Linked DNA regions of Sus scrofa: region 2 is linked to region 1. Evidence: chromatin contacts called from public promoter capture Hi-C data. All regions are on one chromosome and are shown on one strand. Each heading gives the region's core, a stretch centred on a gene start, on an enhancer-like site or on the middle of the called end of the contact. The rest is flanking DNA. Distances are from core to core; before and after follow the strand shown. Region 1 holds the start of STRADB (STE20-related kinase adapter protein beta). Region 2 holds the start of NBEAL1 (neurobeachin-like protein 1).

What was found. Promoter capture Hi-C pulls out the DNA fragments that hold promoters and counts their contacts.
Region 2: a contact with region 1 is called in a promoter capture Hi-C map of liver, with 3 times the contacts expected there. The contact joins the promoter of NBEAL1 here to the promoter of STRADB in region 1. A contact is called at or near these places in 1 of 5 promoter capture datasets (liver) and 1 of 2 datasets of contacts at active chromatin or transcription factors (alveolar macrophages).

The regions. Positions count from the first base shown.
Region 1 is chr15:105,051,053-105,058,758 of Sscrofa11.1, forward strand. STRADB (STE20-related kinase adapter protein beta) reads left to right here and starts at 4,166. Exons shown (of 12, transcript XM_003133587.5): 1 at 4,166-4,440. TRAK2 (trafficking kinesin-binding protein 2) reads right to left here and starts at 5,002. Exons shown (of 16, transcript XM_021075699.1): 1 at 4,800-5,002.
Region 2 is chr15:106,513,271-106,520,976 of Sscrofa11.1, forward strand. NBEAL1 (neurobeachin-like protein 1) reads left to right here and starts at 3,012. Exons shown (of 55, transcript XM_021075109.1): 1 at 3,012-3,167; 2 at 4,034-4,317. The coding sequence starts at 4,267.

The sequences.
Region 1 (7,706 bases), core at 2,916-5,415:
CAGCCACAGTCACAGCAAGGCCAGATCCCAGCCAAGTGGTGACCTACACCACAGCTGGAGGCAACGCCAGATCCTTAGCCTACTGGGTGAGGCCAGAGATGGAAACCACACCCTCATGGATACTAGTAGAGTTTGTTACCACTGAGTCACAACAGGAACTCCTCTCTAAAATTAAAAAAAGAAAAGGAAAAAAAAAAAAGAAAAAATACACTTGTTCCTTATCATTTCTGATTAACTTTATATTCTCTGTGGCAAACATATTCTATTTTGGTATTTTTTTCCTCCTCTTTTCAGAGGCATTTGAAGACCTCGATAAATAGTAAATGGCAACAGGAGAGTATAATGGCTAAAAGCACAGATTCTAAAGACAGACTGCCTGAGTTTGAATCTTAACCACTATCATTTATTAGCTACGTGACCATGGGCAAGTTACTTAATTTCTCTGTGCATCAATATCTTTATGTACAAAATGGAGATAGTAATACCGAGTAGCTATTTCATGAAGTTGTCAGTGGACTTGGCATAGAAGAGAATAAGTATCATAAGAATGTCTATTAAATACAGTGGAAAAATAATGAATATTCTGTGATAACTGAATAAAGCTTTCTTTATGGAAAGCAAAATGTCAAAAGCAAAGCCAATCTCTAGGTACGAAAGAGGTATATACAAATTATTCCTAAATGACCTTATGTATGCCCTAAGGGTCAGCTGTGCCCTTTAAAATCGTTCTTATGTTAACAATGGTTCCACTTTAGTTTGCCATTTCAATACTCCGAGAAAATATTCAGTTCGGCTTCCTGTGGCAATAAGATACCTAACTGATCTTATTGCCTCCAGTCTTACCCCCTTTAATCCATCCTCCATGGCTCACAGAGTATCTTTCTAAAATACAGACTTAATGTATTCCTATTGCTACAAACTCCCTCCATTCCATACCCCTTAGGAAAAAGTTTAAAATCCTTAGTGTCTCATACAAACTCATCCAAATATGACTCCAGCCTAGTCTCCAGCTTCATTTCTCAACACTCCTTACCATGAAACCTAAGCACTTGGCTACACATCAAAGGCTTTTTGTAAGTCATCTCTTCGGTAAAACATCTCTCCATTAGTTTGCACGGGTTGCCATAACAAACTACCAGACTGGGCAGCTTAAACAACAGAAATTTATTTTCTCTTAATTCTGGAGAATTATGAGAAGTGTAAATTCTACCACTTAGCATGGTGTCTGTCCCACTGAAGGTACTTACTAAAGATTTGATTATTTATTGTAGAAGAAGGAACATGGACTTTGAAGAAAGGCAAGTGTGAGTTCAAATCCTGGCTCTACCACTGACTTATCTCGTGACTTTGGACAAGTCACTAAATGCCAACCTTCCATTCTACATAAGGTAATTATAAAGATAAATGGCAAATTATAATAAAAGCATTCTGTTGTAGGGCTGGTACACAGTAGGTGCTCAATAAATGTTATAGTAAAGACTCTGGGACTGCCTGGATTTGACACCCAGTTCCATCACTTAGTATCAGCATGACCTTGGGTACGTTAACTTACCCTTTGCTTTAGTTATCTATAAAAACACCTCATACTGCTACTGTGACAATAAGCTAATATAGGTGAAACATTTAGAGAAGTATCTAACACATAGTAAGATCTATACAAATGTTTCCTATTATACGATTACTGCAGATCAAATATGACTGGAAATCATGAATAATTTAGCTCTTTCAACTATTAAGTTATTTTAAATGTGAATATTACCTTAGTGTTCAGATTTCTTATTAACTAAACAGGATAGTAACCAGAGGTTCAAAAATTGGTATGGATGATATAAACAAAGCTGAAAATAAACATGAAATAACATTATCATCTCATTCCTTATATTGGTGTTTACCGTATTTTGTGTATTGAAGTAAAAATCTTAAGAAACAATTTTTTCTACTCTTTGTGACTACAGATGTTAACCATTTGCAGAAGAGGATAACACTCCTTGGCTCATATTTTCAATTACAGAACCACTAAGCCTTTGAACTGGAAAGACTTTTGAGATGAAAGGCCAATCCTACCAAGGCTTACATAAGTAAAGAGGTGCATTTGTAATGGTCTTTTTTTTTTTTTTTTTTTTTTTTTTTTTTTTTTTTTTTTTTTTTTTTTTTTTTGTCTTTTGTCTTTTGTTGTTGTTGTTGTTGTTGCTATTTCTTGGGCCGCTCCCGCGGCATATGGAGGTTCCCAGGCTAGGGGTCGAATCGGAGCTGTAGCCACCGGCCTACGCCAGAGCCACAGCAACGCGGGATCCGAGCCGCGTCTGCAACCTACACCACAGCTCACGGCAACGCCGGATCGTTAACCCACTGAGCAAGGGCAGGGACCGAACCCGCAACCTCATGGTTCCTAGTCGGATTCGTTAACCACTGCGCCACGACGGGAACTCCCTGTAATGGTCTTTAACTCTGTGGAGGATGAGAATTGCAAGTAGATAGAACAACTGGTTCAAAAGCACTAAAGCAGGGCTTCAGGATTTATTCTAGATGTCCAAGGTATGCAGTAGGAACCGGTATTAGGAAATAATGCTGGAAAATGCTTTTCCAACCTTTAAGGTCAGTAATTTTTTTTTTTTTTTTAAGGTCAGTAATTCTGAAGTAGGTACAAGTTACCTGACCCACACTTTGAAGTAAGGCAGATAGATCTAGGTATGAATCTCTACTTGTTACATAAGCAAAGTTTTTGAACCTCAGATTATGCAACAGAATTATTTTAGTGATTAAGAGATCCAACGTATGTAGAGCTCATAACTGAGATGCCTGGCTGATTGGAAGTACTCAAATGTTTGTCTGACTCCTGTCATCCTATGAATAAAGATATGTAAATATAACAACTGTCTTTCAGTGTTTGATGAATGTCTGAGACTTGCTGAATGTTACTGAATTTTAAAAACAGAAAGCTGGAATAACTGCTGAGATGATAAAGTGTCTTCATGCTTGCCCTTTCTTACCACCAAATGTCCTTCACAATTTCTTCTGTAGTGTCATGTCACCACCGTCAACATGCTATTTGGAGATCACTCTAGCTCAGACTTCCAATTCTACAGCAAAGATTTGAAGTTGAGGGGAAAAATGACTGAAATAAATTAAAAACAAAAACCTGGAAGAGTCCTTTTCATTTTATTTCTATGGTCCATTCTAGCTTGATGAATTTCCAGTGAAAAGTTTGTTTCTGGGGCAGAAACTGCAGGTTTAAATAAAAGGCTCGTGGGCAAGTAACCGAGTTCACCACTATTAAAATGACCCAGAAGTCTTTCAAGTGTTTGGGAGATTATCTTTATGCTGATACTAAAAGGATATCTGCCAATATTCATTATTTACGGTTGAAACTAAAGGCAACTGTCTTTCTTTTAAAAGACGTCTGGCTCAAAATCAATTGCAAGAAAAGCCCAACTCAACATAGAGCTCTTTTCCACTATCGTCTCATCTCTCTCCCATCACAGATGGCGACTGAGGCTTAAGGTTTAACGTCCAGACACTAAAGCCGCTCATCGCTCGGGGATGGGGCACTAGGTGAGTACTGTCCGGCAGAGGATGGGATACTGCTAATCCTCCTCAGAGGCGCATCTGGGGTGAACCCGGGGACCAGAGTCCAATGCCCACCACTTCGCCCTTATCCTTAGAAAACCACCCGCTTCCCAGAGCGGGGCGGGGACCCGGCGAGCACCCAGCCCTCCAGTACCCAGCTCCGGCTCCAGTGTCCGCGCGCGACCTCCGAGGACCAGGAGGAGCGCGGGGCGAGGAGGCTCCTCTGCCTTCAAGAGAAGATGGCAAGAGCAAGTTCGGGTCGTGCGCGGGAAGGTTACTTACAGGAATAGCCCGGGGTCCTCGGTCCTGCGCCCGCGCTCCTTCAAGGAGAAGATTCTAAAAGCGGCGGCAGCCTAGGAGCAGCAGCCAAAGCGGCCGCCGCTGCCTGTAACCGCCCGGGCGTGGCAGGGACTGGTGGGCGACTTCACAACATCATCACTCGGCGACTTCGGTTTTGCAGCGACGCCGGCTCAATTACAGTCCCCCGCCCCGCACAATTGGGGAAGAGAGGACGAGACCCACTCTCCCAGCAGCCTCTAAGGCGCTAGCGCACTACCTGCTGGGAATTGCAGTTTCCTCTAGGCCACGCCCCTAGCACGAAAGGCCACGCCCCCTAACCGGCGGCCCCGAGGCGGGAGGCGGGGCCGCGACCCTGCAGCCGGGGTGGGGCGAATCCCGTCCCGGCGGGGTGCCCCGGGCTGGGGCCGAGTTCCAGGCCCACAGTCCCAGTCCGGGTCGCGCCGCCCTCTTGAGCTTCGCGGCCCGCGCTGGGAGCGGGCCTTGCGCTCTCGCCTTGCCCCTGGGCGGGCCGGGCACCCGGGCCCTGCACCTTTGGCTGCCTGAGGAGAGCTGCTGGCTTTGGTCGCCGCCTAGGTAATGAGGGGACGCCGGGCCGGGGAGGGTAAGGGAGGGACAGTTGGGACGTGAGGGAGCGCGGTTGCGTTCGCGCTAACCTCGGGAAGCCCGGGACTAGAACTCGCCACCCTGCCTCAAGCCCGAGCCCGGGCGGCCAGCGGGGCTGTGGAGGGAGCCCGGCTCTGCGTGGCGACCGGCCCGTGCGCCCCGCGCAGCTCCGGCTCTGCCCGGGAGTCCTGGGCCTCGCGGCGGCGGAGGCACCTGCGTGCGGCGTAGGCGGCGCCTGCTGGGGTTGGCGGTGCCAGGTGTTTGGGGGCCCATCCGCCCGCCGCGCTCTCCCCCGGCCCCGCCACCCCCACCCTTACCCTTGCTCTCACCTTTGGCCGTGCTTCCCCGCTCGAGAAGTTTCCAAACCGAGGACGCCCTCCGGCCCCCGCTCCGTGTGACACCTTCTGTGAGTTCGCTAACAAAGTGCCCCAAAACAGGACTCGGAAGGAAGCTTTTACATCATTAAATGCTCAAGCTGCGTTTGGTCCTCGGTATTTAAGTTCAGCGTTGTGTTGTTTCCTCGTGGGTTTGTTGTGTCAGGCACCTTTTCCCTTAGAACTTGATCAGAATTTGTGACAGCGCCTACCTAGCCTAGAGCCTGGCACACAGTAGGCACTTCGTAAATATTTTTTGAAAGTGTGAGTCACGATGCTAAGTTTGGAAAATTCTACTGAGTTGTGCGTCGCTCTAATTTTTAAGACTTTATGGGTTCCCAGGATCCCTTTGAAACTTACAGTAATCTTAGAGCTCTGCGCAGTTAAATCAGGTTTTTTGCATTCCCAGTAACAGTGGTCTCTTTTGGATGTTTACATTAACTAATTCTCTCCCCCCTCCCCAGTTGTGTAATTTAGATGCGCTCCTGATTTTCTCAGCAAGTGTTAATTTAACCTTTCAGATTAAAGCCTTAGGAGGAACCATTAATATAGAACAGATTTAAATTATTTATAAGGCTTTATCCTAATTAGCTTTTTAGATACAAGTGCAAGAGACCACACTGATGTACCTGTGAATATATTTAGAAATACAAGTCTCACCATGATTTTTTTTAAAGAATTTATATTTATACCTAGTGAAAGCGCATGCAGGAGAAAATTATGACAGCAAAGCTATCCTTCCCTCCCCCCGCTGCCCTTAGCAGGGGCAGCTGCTGCCTTGACCTCAAAATGTCTTATAATATTATCTCTTAATAGTCTGTCACATCTAAAGCAAAATCTCTGGGATTAACCCATGCACAGTTCTCACAGATTGTGTTTCTTATGAGTTTTTCTGGGAAAAAAAAAGTGTAATGGAGTTTACAAAATTTTTGTTGTTTAAGAACTTACTTATATTACGTGGGAAAAGCAGGAAACAAAATCCTGAGAACCAGGAAATTCAGTTAATCATGATATCTCTAATCTTACTGCTTGTGGGAATGTCCCCTACAAGTGGTCAGGGCCTTGTCTGCGGTGGTCACTAATGAGTGTCCCAAGTGCCTAGCACAGTGCCTGACCCATGACAGGCATTCATTAAACATTTGTGAAGTGAATACTTGGCTTTTTTAGTCAATAGCACAGTGACTTTCAGGTGTGTGGTTTTTTCATTTACTCGGATGTTTCCTTAGAATAAGTTAATGGAAGTGAGAATTTTATTAGGTCAAAAGGTATGAATATTTAAAAATTAATTGGAGTAGACTTGCAATGTTGTGTTAGCTTCAGCTGTACGGGAAAGTAAATCAGCTATACATATATCGATTCTTTTTCAGATTCTTTTCTCGTATAGGCCATCACAGAGCATTGAATAGAATTCCCAGTGCTATATAGTAGGCCTTGTTACTGATTGATTTTTGTATATATATTAGTTTATATATGTCCCAACATTTTTATCATTATTAAAACATTGCCAACCTGCTTTCCAAATGAGCCCTATTGTTTGGTACTGCCACCAATAATATCTGAGTGTACCTTTCAAAACATCTTCTTCAGCTCTTATATTGACACAATATTTGCTAGTTCTGAGCCCTTTCAGATGAAATATTCAATTTGATCTCAGTCACCTTGGAAAGTGGGCAGGGCAGGTGTTGCATTCCCCCTCTTGTAACACAGCAGACACCAGCGTCTTACATTGATGATAGTGAATGGCAGGTGACAAAATAATCAAGCACTCTCAGATTTTTCTTCGTCCTGTTTTCTGTCTTTGGTTTATACTGAATATCCTGAGTAAATTGACATCCTTCCCTAGCAATAAAATTGGCTGCTACTCTATGGTGAGCAAAGTCTTTTTCTTTCTCATTTTGTTCAGATGTTTGTAGATACCTTGATTAGACTTGGGAACTTCATTAAAATGAAATAATGAGCCACAATTTAGATGAAAGAGATATTGGTTAGGTATAAGGAAAGACCTGGCACTAGCAGGTTTAGAGCATTACCACCTTTTAGGAAAGATCTGGAAACTTTTGGTGGTGCTTTAGTAGCTCCTTGAATCTGAAGAAGCTCTTTTAACCCTCTGAATCTGTTAGAATCTTCATAAACTATTGAGCTTAGTACTCCGTTAATGAAAGTGGACAGAACTTATTTGTATGATTACTGCGTATCTTTCATATATGTCAGTAAATTCCAAGAAGTAAAAGAAATCAGATCTAAGAATCATAAAATAAAAAATATTCGACCTACAGAAACTATTATTTTTGTATGGAAATGACACAAAAAATTTTAAAACATATGGCGAGAAGAAAATGGTATTAATTCCTAGTCTGTTACTAATCCTGATTCTTTCCCAAATTTGCTGGTCAGTGACCCTAAGTGATTTAATGGTGATTAATCAGATGAGGAAGATTAATTACCTATTAAATCATTTTGGAAGATGCAAAGTTTACTTATAAATGGAACCATTGGAAATTCTTGGAGTATATTTATAGTTGGCACCATTTATTAACCAAAAGTGTGTCCAACATTGCCTTTTCTGTATTCTTATATCTGCTTAGTGTTTTTTAAAAACATAATACAGAAAAGATAGGAAAGGAAAGATGGGGGTATATGGAGACTTTGGAAATATTCAGAATTTCCTTTCCACTTCACTCTGCCTTTCTATTTTAATGTCAGGTCCCAAATAGTCTTCAGTAAACAGAAATGCTTTTAAGGACACTTTGCCGAAATGTCTGTAATCCTCTGTTAGAGAATAGCTGCCCAAATAGCAATGGGTTTATGGCAACTAGGTCTTCAAAGAGTTTGTATATAAATCTAAGTTATTTTGCTTTTTTT
Region 2 (7,706 bases), core at 1,762-4,261, 1.5 Mb after region 1:
TTTTTTCTTTTCTTTTTTTTTATGACTGCACTCAGAGCATATGGAAGTTTGCAAGCCAGAGACTGAATCTGAGCTGCAGCTGCAACCTATGCCACAACTGTGGCAATGCCTGATCCCCAACCAACTGTGCCAGGCCGGGGAGCAAACCTGCACCTCTGTAGTGACCTGAGCTAACACAGCTGGATTCTTAACCCACTGCACCACAGTGGGAACTCCTATAGAGCTGTTTTATTATGAATCCAACATGCTATAACTAAATTTGTAGTGGGAGGAAAACTGGAGGTGGAAATAGTACAGATACATAGTGAAATAGGTATTTTTTTTCATTATGCAGTATGCAGATGTTTATTGAGCTCCTACTGTGTATAAGACACTGTCCAAAAGACTTGAAAGCAAAGTCTCTGTTTTCATGGTGCTTAATTTTACTAGGGGGGAAACTCACACTAAACAAATAAATTATATGTCATCTGATAAATACTATGGTGAAAAATAGATTAAGGGAGAATAGGGGATGCTTTTTTCTTTTTTGTCTTTTTAGGGCCAGACCTGCAGCATATGGAAGTTCCCGGGCTAGGGACTGAATTGGCTGGCCTATGCCACAGCCACAGCAATGCAGTTCCGAGCAGCGTCTGCAACCTACACTGCAGCTCACAGCAATGCTGGATCCTTAACCCACTGAATGAGGCCAGGGATTGATCTCACTTCCTTATGGATACTAGTTGGGTTCCTCACCACTGAGCCACAATGGGAACTCCGGGGATGCTGTTTTCTAAAGAAGTGTCAGGGAATGCACGCAGATGTCTTAGTCTGTTTGGGCTGCTACAGAAAATACCAAAGACTGGGTAGTTTATAAACTGAAATTCCTTTTTCACAGTTCTGGAGGCTGGAAGTCCAAGATTAGGGTGCTAGCATGGTTGAGTGAATGCCCTCTTCCAGGTCCCAGATTTCTCCTTGTATCCTCACTTGGTGGAAAGGGTTAGGGAGCTAGTTAAACCTATTTAATAAAAGCACTAATCCCATTCGTAAGGGCTCCTCCCTCATGACTTAGGGCCTACTTCCTAATACTATTACCTTGGGGGGGTGGTATGTCAACATATGAATTTTGGGAAGACACAAACATTCAGAGTACATCAATGGACAAGTGATTCTTTTTTTTTTTTTTTTTTTTTGGCTGCCCTGTGGCATATGGAGTTCCGGGCCAGGGATCATATCCAAGCCAAAGTTTCCACCTACACCACAGTTGTGGCAACATGGGATCCTTTAACCCACTGTGCAGGGCTGGGGACTGAACTTCTGTCTTGATGCTGCAGAGACGCTGTGGATCTCATTGCACCATAGTGGGAACTCTGAACATGGTGATTCTTCAACAGAGACTTGAAGATTGTGTGTGGGCATCTGGGGAAACAATATTCTGGGTAAAGTCCCAGAGAGTGGAATGTGCTTTGTGAATTTGAGGAGCAGCATGGAAGCCATGTGTCTGGAGTGATATAAGGGAAGGCCAGAATAAAATAGTTGGAGATGTTAAAGAGGGAAGTGTGGGAGGAAAACATAAGTCCTTGTTGGCCCTTTTAAGTGGGATGGGAATCCACTGCAAAGTTTTGTGCAAAGGATGTAACATCTTATTTCTATGCTGAAAGGTCATTCTTGTTGCTATGTTGAGACTAATCCATGAGTGGGGTGAGTGTACAGGCAGAGGCAGAGAGACAAATGGGGAGGCTACTACAATAATCCATAAAAGATTTAGTAGTAACTCACATCCTGGTGGTAGTGGTGTAGAAAAATAGTTAGATGTGTTTTGAAGATACAGCTGAAAGGCTTAGTCTGAATGTGACATATATAAAAAAGACAGCGAGGATACTTGTTAGGTTCTAGGAGAATGAAGCAGCTAATTACTAAAACGGGGAATATGGCAACAAGGGTAATTTCTTCTCCTCCTGCCACTTCCAAAATTTTCACATGTCATTTCACAGGTCTGCTGGAGAACCAAGAGATTTTGAAAAGGCACAGTTTGCTAACAACTACCCCAAATTATTCAAAACTCTGCTACCTTAGGGAGCAATTGTAAAGGAATGAGTATGGCTGTTTTCCAACAAACTTTAAAAACAATGGAATTTGAATTTCATCTAATTTTCACATATCATGACATATTATTTTGATTTTTGTTAAGTTTTCAAGTAGGATGGTCTGCAAAACCTAAAATATTTTTTCTCTGTACACTTTGCCAGCTACTGATATTGATGGAAGGAAGATGGGACACTAGTGATGGTATACGGGATTTCATTATACTAGTTTACTTTTGTATACTGTTTGACATTTTTCACAATAAAAGTTTTTTAAAAATGTTTAGGTGTACTAATCTCATGCGTCTTTCCCCAACTCCTTAAGCACCTTTCCCCCTAAAGTGGTCTATAGCTAGTAAATGCAGTTGTTTTCCTTTCGTATCTTTTTTTTTTTTTTTTTTTTTTAAGAGCAAAGCCCTTTTAATTCTTTAGTAGTGATGAAACAAGCCCGTTGTGCTTGACACTCAGCGACAGCGGAAGTATGAGACACAAACACGATAAAGGATTTTGGGGTGCGTGTGGGAGCAATTGTCTGTTCTTACATTAGCGTACACTCTCAGGACCAATCCCCTTTTTACAAAAAGAAATCAAAATGAAATCCTCTTTAGTTATCACCGTAGGGTTCCCTGCCCTCCAATGATTCCCGGAAATGACGCCACGAGCCGAACGCTCTGTCTGCCCATCCCCGGCAGCAGCAACGGGTGGACGTAAGCACGTCGTCGGTCCTTAGTCTCGTTCAGCTCGGGGCCGACAGGAGCGCCCCACCGGGAACCGGCCGCCGGGTCTTCAGAAGCCGGGTCGACTGCGACTGCGCAGGTATGCTGGGGCGAGGCTTCAGGTCATCCCGCCCCTTCCCAGCCTTCGCAACCAATGAACAGCTAGTGCCCTGGGGCGGGTAAATCCTTAGAGGCCAGAATGATTAGCCGAGAGGAAAGCCCCTCCTCTGGCCCCCTCCCAGCCTCCCGCCCCGCCCCGTGCGGTCGCCGCCCCGCCTCCCTCTCCTGCCCGCCTGCTTAGCTGCGGGGTGACACGGGGCTTCGCTGGGGAAGGGGGGGGCAGGGAAGCAGATTAGACGGCCTGGCGGCGGCGGCAACACGACCCCCCAATGTGAGCGTGGTGAGGCGAGCGGGTCGTAGGGAAGAGGGGGCCGCGTGGCAGAAATGGGAGGGCCCAGGGTGTTTGGGGGTGAGGGCGCGGTAGAGAGGGGGGCGGCCGTGAGGGGGCGAGGTCGACCCGGATGCGGTCGAGAGGGCGTGGGTAGTGGGTCGCGGAACGCCAAGCTCGCGTTGCCCCTTTGCCAAAGCTTCTCTTGGCGGCTCGGCTCGCATTAAGTTTGCCTCCCTTTCTCGGTTGCCCGGGATGCGAGGAGGAAATTTAAAGGTCCCCAAAACACTCGGAGGTTTTCCCGAGGTGTTTTCCTTGCCGCGCCGGTGTTTTCCTTGTGCGCTCCTTAACTGGATGGAGAGGTAGCGAGGCCAGGTGGAAAGGTCGACTTTCACTCCCTGAGGATTGTTGCAACAAACAAACCAGAAATTCTTCCCCCTCCTCCCCACGCCCTGCCCTGCAACACAGCGACAAACATTCCCAAGAAGTTTTAAGAAGCAGCCTAGAGAATTCCAAGGGATTCTGTCTTTGAAATATGTCAGTATGTGTGCTTTTTCTTATGTTTATAGAAAATGTATGAGTGGGAACGGCGTTTTTGCTGCTTACTATCATTGGACACATTTTTTGTTATGAAAAATACTCATCTTTGAGTTCTGCCCAAGAGGATTCTGATTTTCTGTTGATGTGAAATATTGTATTAGCTGTGATGTTTTTCTGAAATACCAATTTCTGTGAAATCCGATCAGTTGTGAAAGCTTAGCCAGTTGTTTGTGGGCAGTGAAGAAAATAAATCTCTAGTTTTTATAAACCCATAATTGTTAATATGGCCTCTTGTTAAAGGGAATCTTGCATCTTTTTCTCTTTTACAGATTTATGTAATTGCCCAAAGACCACTGATGAATATATGTTGGAATAACTGCTGAAACTGAATCTTATTAACCAGAAAGCAGACCGTCCTTTGTTTCACTTCTTTTTGTTTTCCCTACTGCTTTGAGTTTTATTGTAACAGCTGAAAAACTTGGAAAATAAAATGAACATACTGTGGTCTTGAACACAATTTTTTTTTTTGAGGAAAAATTAAAGTGCCAGAGTGAAAGCCAGAATGGCATCCAGAGAGAGACTCTTCGAACTTTGGATGCTTTATTGTGCGAAGGTAACTACTTTTCTTTCTATTTCTAAGTTTTAAAATACTTTGTTATAAAAACTTTTGTAACTGCCATTATTAACATTTTATTTAATGGATAATATCATGTTTATTTATAGTAATGACCTCAAATGTAAAAACGCAGGATTTTCTGTTTTCTGCTTTTGCAAGTTCGAACACATACCCAATATTGGCATGTTATTAAAAAGTGTACGGTGTGCTTTTATTTATTTTTTGTCTTTTTTCAGGGCAGCACCCGTCACATATGCAAGTTCCCCAGTTAGGGGTCAAATCCGAGCTGCAGCTGCCTGCCTATACCACAGCCATAGCAACACCAGATCCGAGCTGTGTCTGTGACCTGCACCACAGCTCGTGGCAACCCCAGATCCTTAAGCCACTGAACAAGGCCAGGGATTGAATCCAAGTCCTCATGGATACTAGTCGGGTTCCTTGCAGCTAAGCCAAGATGGTAACTCCTAGGGTGTGGTTTTAACTTGATATTTTTCTTCAGTGATCCTAACATTATATAAGTAAAACTATGACCTTAAGATAAAAATATTTATATTTTTGTTTGGTTTTTTTCCCTCTCACAAGTGGAAGTACTGATAGAGATATTTTTATAAGACCATTAAACATTTTTCTCATAATTAATCTTTTTTAAGTTGTATAAAAAGGTTATTGTATAAAAGGGCTATAGACTTGAGGTGGTTACTGTAAGCTTGCCCTAATGCACCTTAGAAGCATTGTCTTACTTGATCCTCACAATCATCATGTGAAACGGGTATTGTAATTATCCTTTTTGACTGATGAGAAAAACTGATGCAGAGGTTAAAGAGGCCAATGAGAAGCAGGCACTTCTGCTTCTGTACCTAGTTGGACTCTGTACTGTCTGATTCTAGTCCATGCTCTTATCCATTATGACTCATTATTTTTACTTTTGTCATTCAAAATTAATTTTTCTTTTTTCATCTTTATATGACTTTACATGTTAACTTTGATTTTAGGTTATTGGGGGAGAAAGGTATTACTTAAAAACATGTTTTTCCAGTGAGAGCTGATTACTACTTTGAAGATACTGAAAAGGGTCAGAGTAACATCTCCAATTTACTGCTTAAGTTACTTTAGGTCTATGTGGTGAAATTCTCAAGTCTCAGCTTGCGTTTTTTGCATTATCCCTTTGGGTTCCCTTTTTATACTTTCACCTCTTTAAAGAACAACTTATTCTTTAACAGATGACCTCAGTTATCTTAATATTAAATATTAGAGTTTGCACTGGAATTTTCTGTTACTTCCTGGTTTGATATTACAGTTACTGAAGGACGTATACTTTGAAATGTTTAATATGGATTTTTAAAATAGCTTTTAGTCTTGTGTAATTTAATTCCAGAAATGTCTTTTTAAAAATAGACCACTCTTCCAATAAAAAAAAGAATCCAATTCACCAACTTTTGAAAATAGTCACTAACACGTCGTCCAAAAATCAAAATGCATTTAGTATGCTTGCCTAGTAGTTTGAAAATGATGTCTTTAAAAATCCATCAAACTTACTAGGTTTTTACATTTTCAGAATGACAAAAAGTAAATGGGGTTACATTGTCTTATTAATTAGTTATATTGTTTCTAGGTCGAATTCATGTTTTATTTAAGTGATACTGTGCTTATTGAAAAGACAGTATCATTGACAGAAACAGACTTTAGTTCTTAATGATTTAACATCAACGTGAACCCTTTTTTATGAGAATGTCTAAGTAAATAATGAAGGCCCTTCATGGTCAAATCTTGAAGCCTGTTCTTGGAGAGGAAGATAAATCTCATTTTTTATGTTTAAGATTTAAATCATTTGTGCACTTAATAAGATAAAAATTTTCCACCTGCTTTCAAAAAAATCATTGCTTAATGATTTTGTTTCATCAGTTCATGAATAAGCTACTTGTAAGCTAGACAATAACTATGTTTTGTTCAAACACCTTGAATTCAAATAGCTTCCAAATAATGTATCAGATTTAACATTTCTGCTTCCTAGTGAGGATGGTTACCAAATACTCAGTTCTCTGTGGTACTTTCTCTCTAGCCTTATTGCCCTCCATCTAGCACATAGCTCCTCAAACCACCTGACTTCTTTTTCTCCACTGGACTAACTTTTAAGACCTTTTTAAAACTCCTTTGATGGGCTTTCAGACTACTTCAGGACTGCGAAGATCTTTTAACTTAGCTCCAACTTAGATCTCTTTTGGGGCTTGCAATTGTGGAATCCAGTTTTGCCTCTACTGATGCTTTGTTTTGTAACCTTGAGCAAGACTTACCTCTTTGGGTCTCAGTTTTCTCATTTGTCATTAGTGGTGTTTGTCCAGGAAGAATTTTTGCCTTGTTCACCATAAGATTTTCATTTAGGAGTTCCTGGTGCAGTGGGTTAGTGATCCAGCTTGTCTCTGTAGTGTTGCTGGTTTGATCCCTGGCCTGGTGCAGTGTGTTAAGGATCCAGCATTGCTGCATCTGTGACGCCTTGAATTTGACCTCTTGTCTGGGACTGTGCCCGGTGTGTGGCCGAAAAGGCAAAAAAGGGGAAAAGATTTTCATTTGTTCTGACCTCTGAGGGCCATGGAGGGTTTTTTTTGTTTGTTTGTTTTCCGTCCTAATTCTGTAGTTTGTCATATGGAACTTTTTTGGTTCATCTTTCTTTTTTTGGGCTTTTATTATGGAAAATTTCAAGTAGGCACAAATAGAGAAGGTGCTAAGGTGAACCTTTTTGTATCTGTACTGTGCTTCAATAACTATCGGTTTATATTCAATGATGTTTCATCTAAAACATTCCGCTATCCCTTCCTCTACACCTGAATTATTTTAAAACAAATCCCAGATGACATAGCTTCTTGGTAAATATTTACAAATATATCTATAAAATAAGAACTCCTCTTAAAAACATAATCACAGTATAATTCTTTAAATCTCAAGTATCTGATCGGTCTTCAGACTTTCTTGGGTGCTTCATAAATGTTGTTTTCATACTGTTTGATGCAACATTTAAACAAAATAGACATGTATTTTGCTGAAAATCTGTTGAGTCTTTTAATCAATGGACTCTCCCCCACCACACTTTTTATTCCTTCTATTTATTTGTTGAAGAAATGGGGTTTTGACATTAGAATTTCCTCAGTCTGAGTTTTGCTGGTCCAATTCCCTTGATTTTAATTGTTGCTTCTGCTGGTGTCTGCAAGCTGGCAGATCTAGAGGCTTGATTGATTCACATTCTGTTTCCTGGGGTAAGGCTAGAATATTTCATGAGTATCTTGGCCATCAGTGACTTGTGCCTATATGCATTAATTATTTCATTAGGAGTTTGCAAAACTGTGATATTATAATTTTATAATTTCTTATTAGTAGAACATACATGTCCCCTC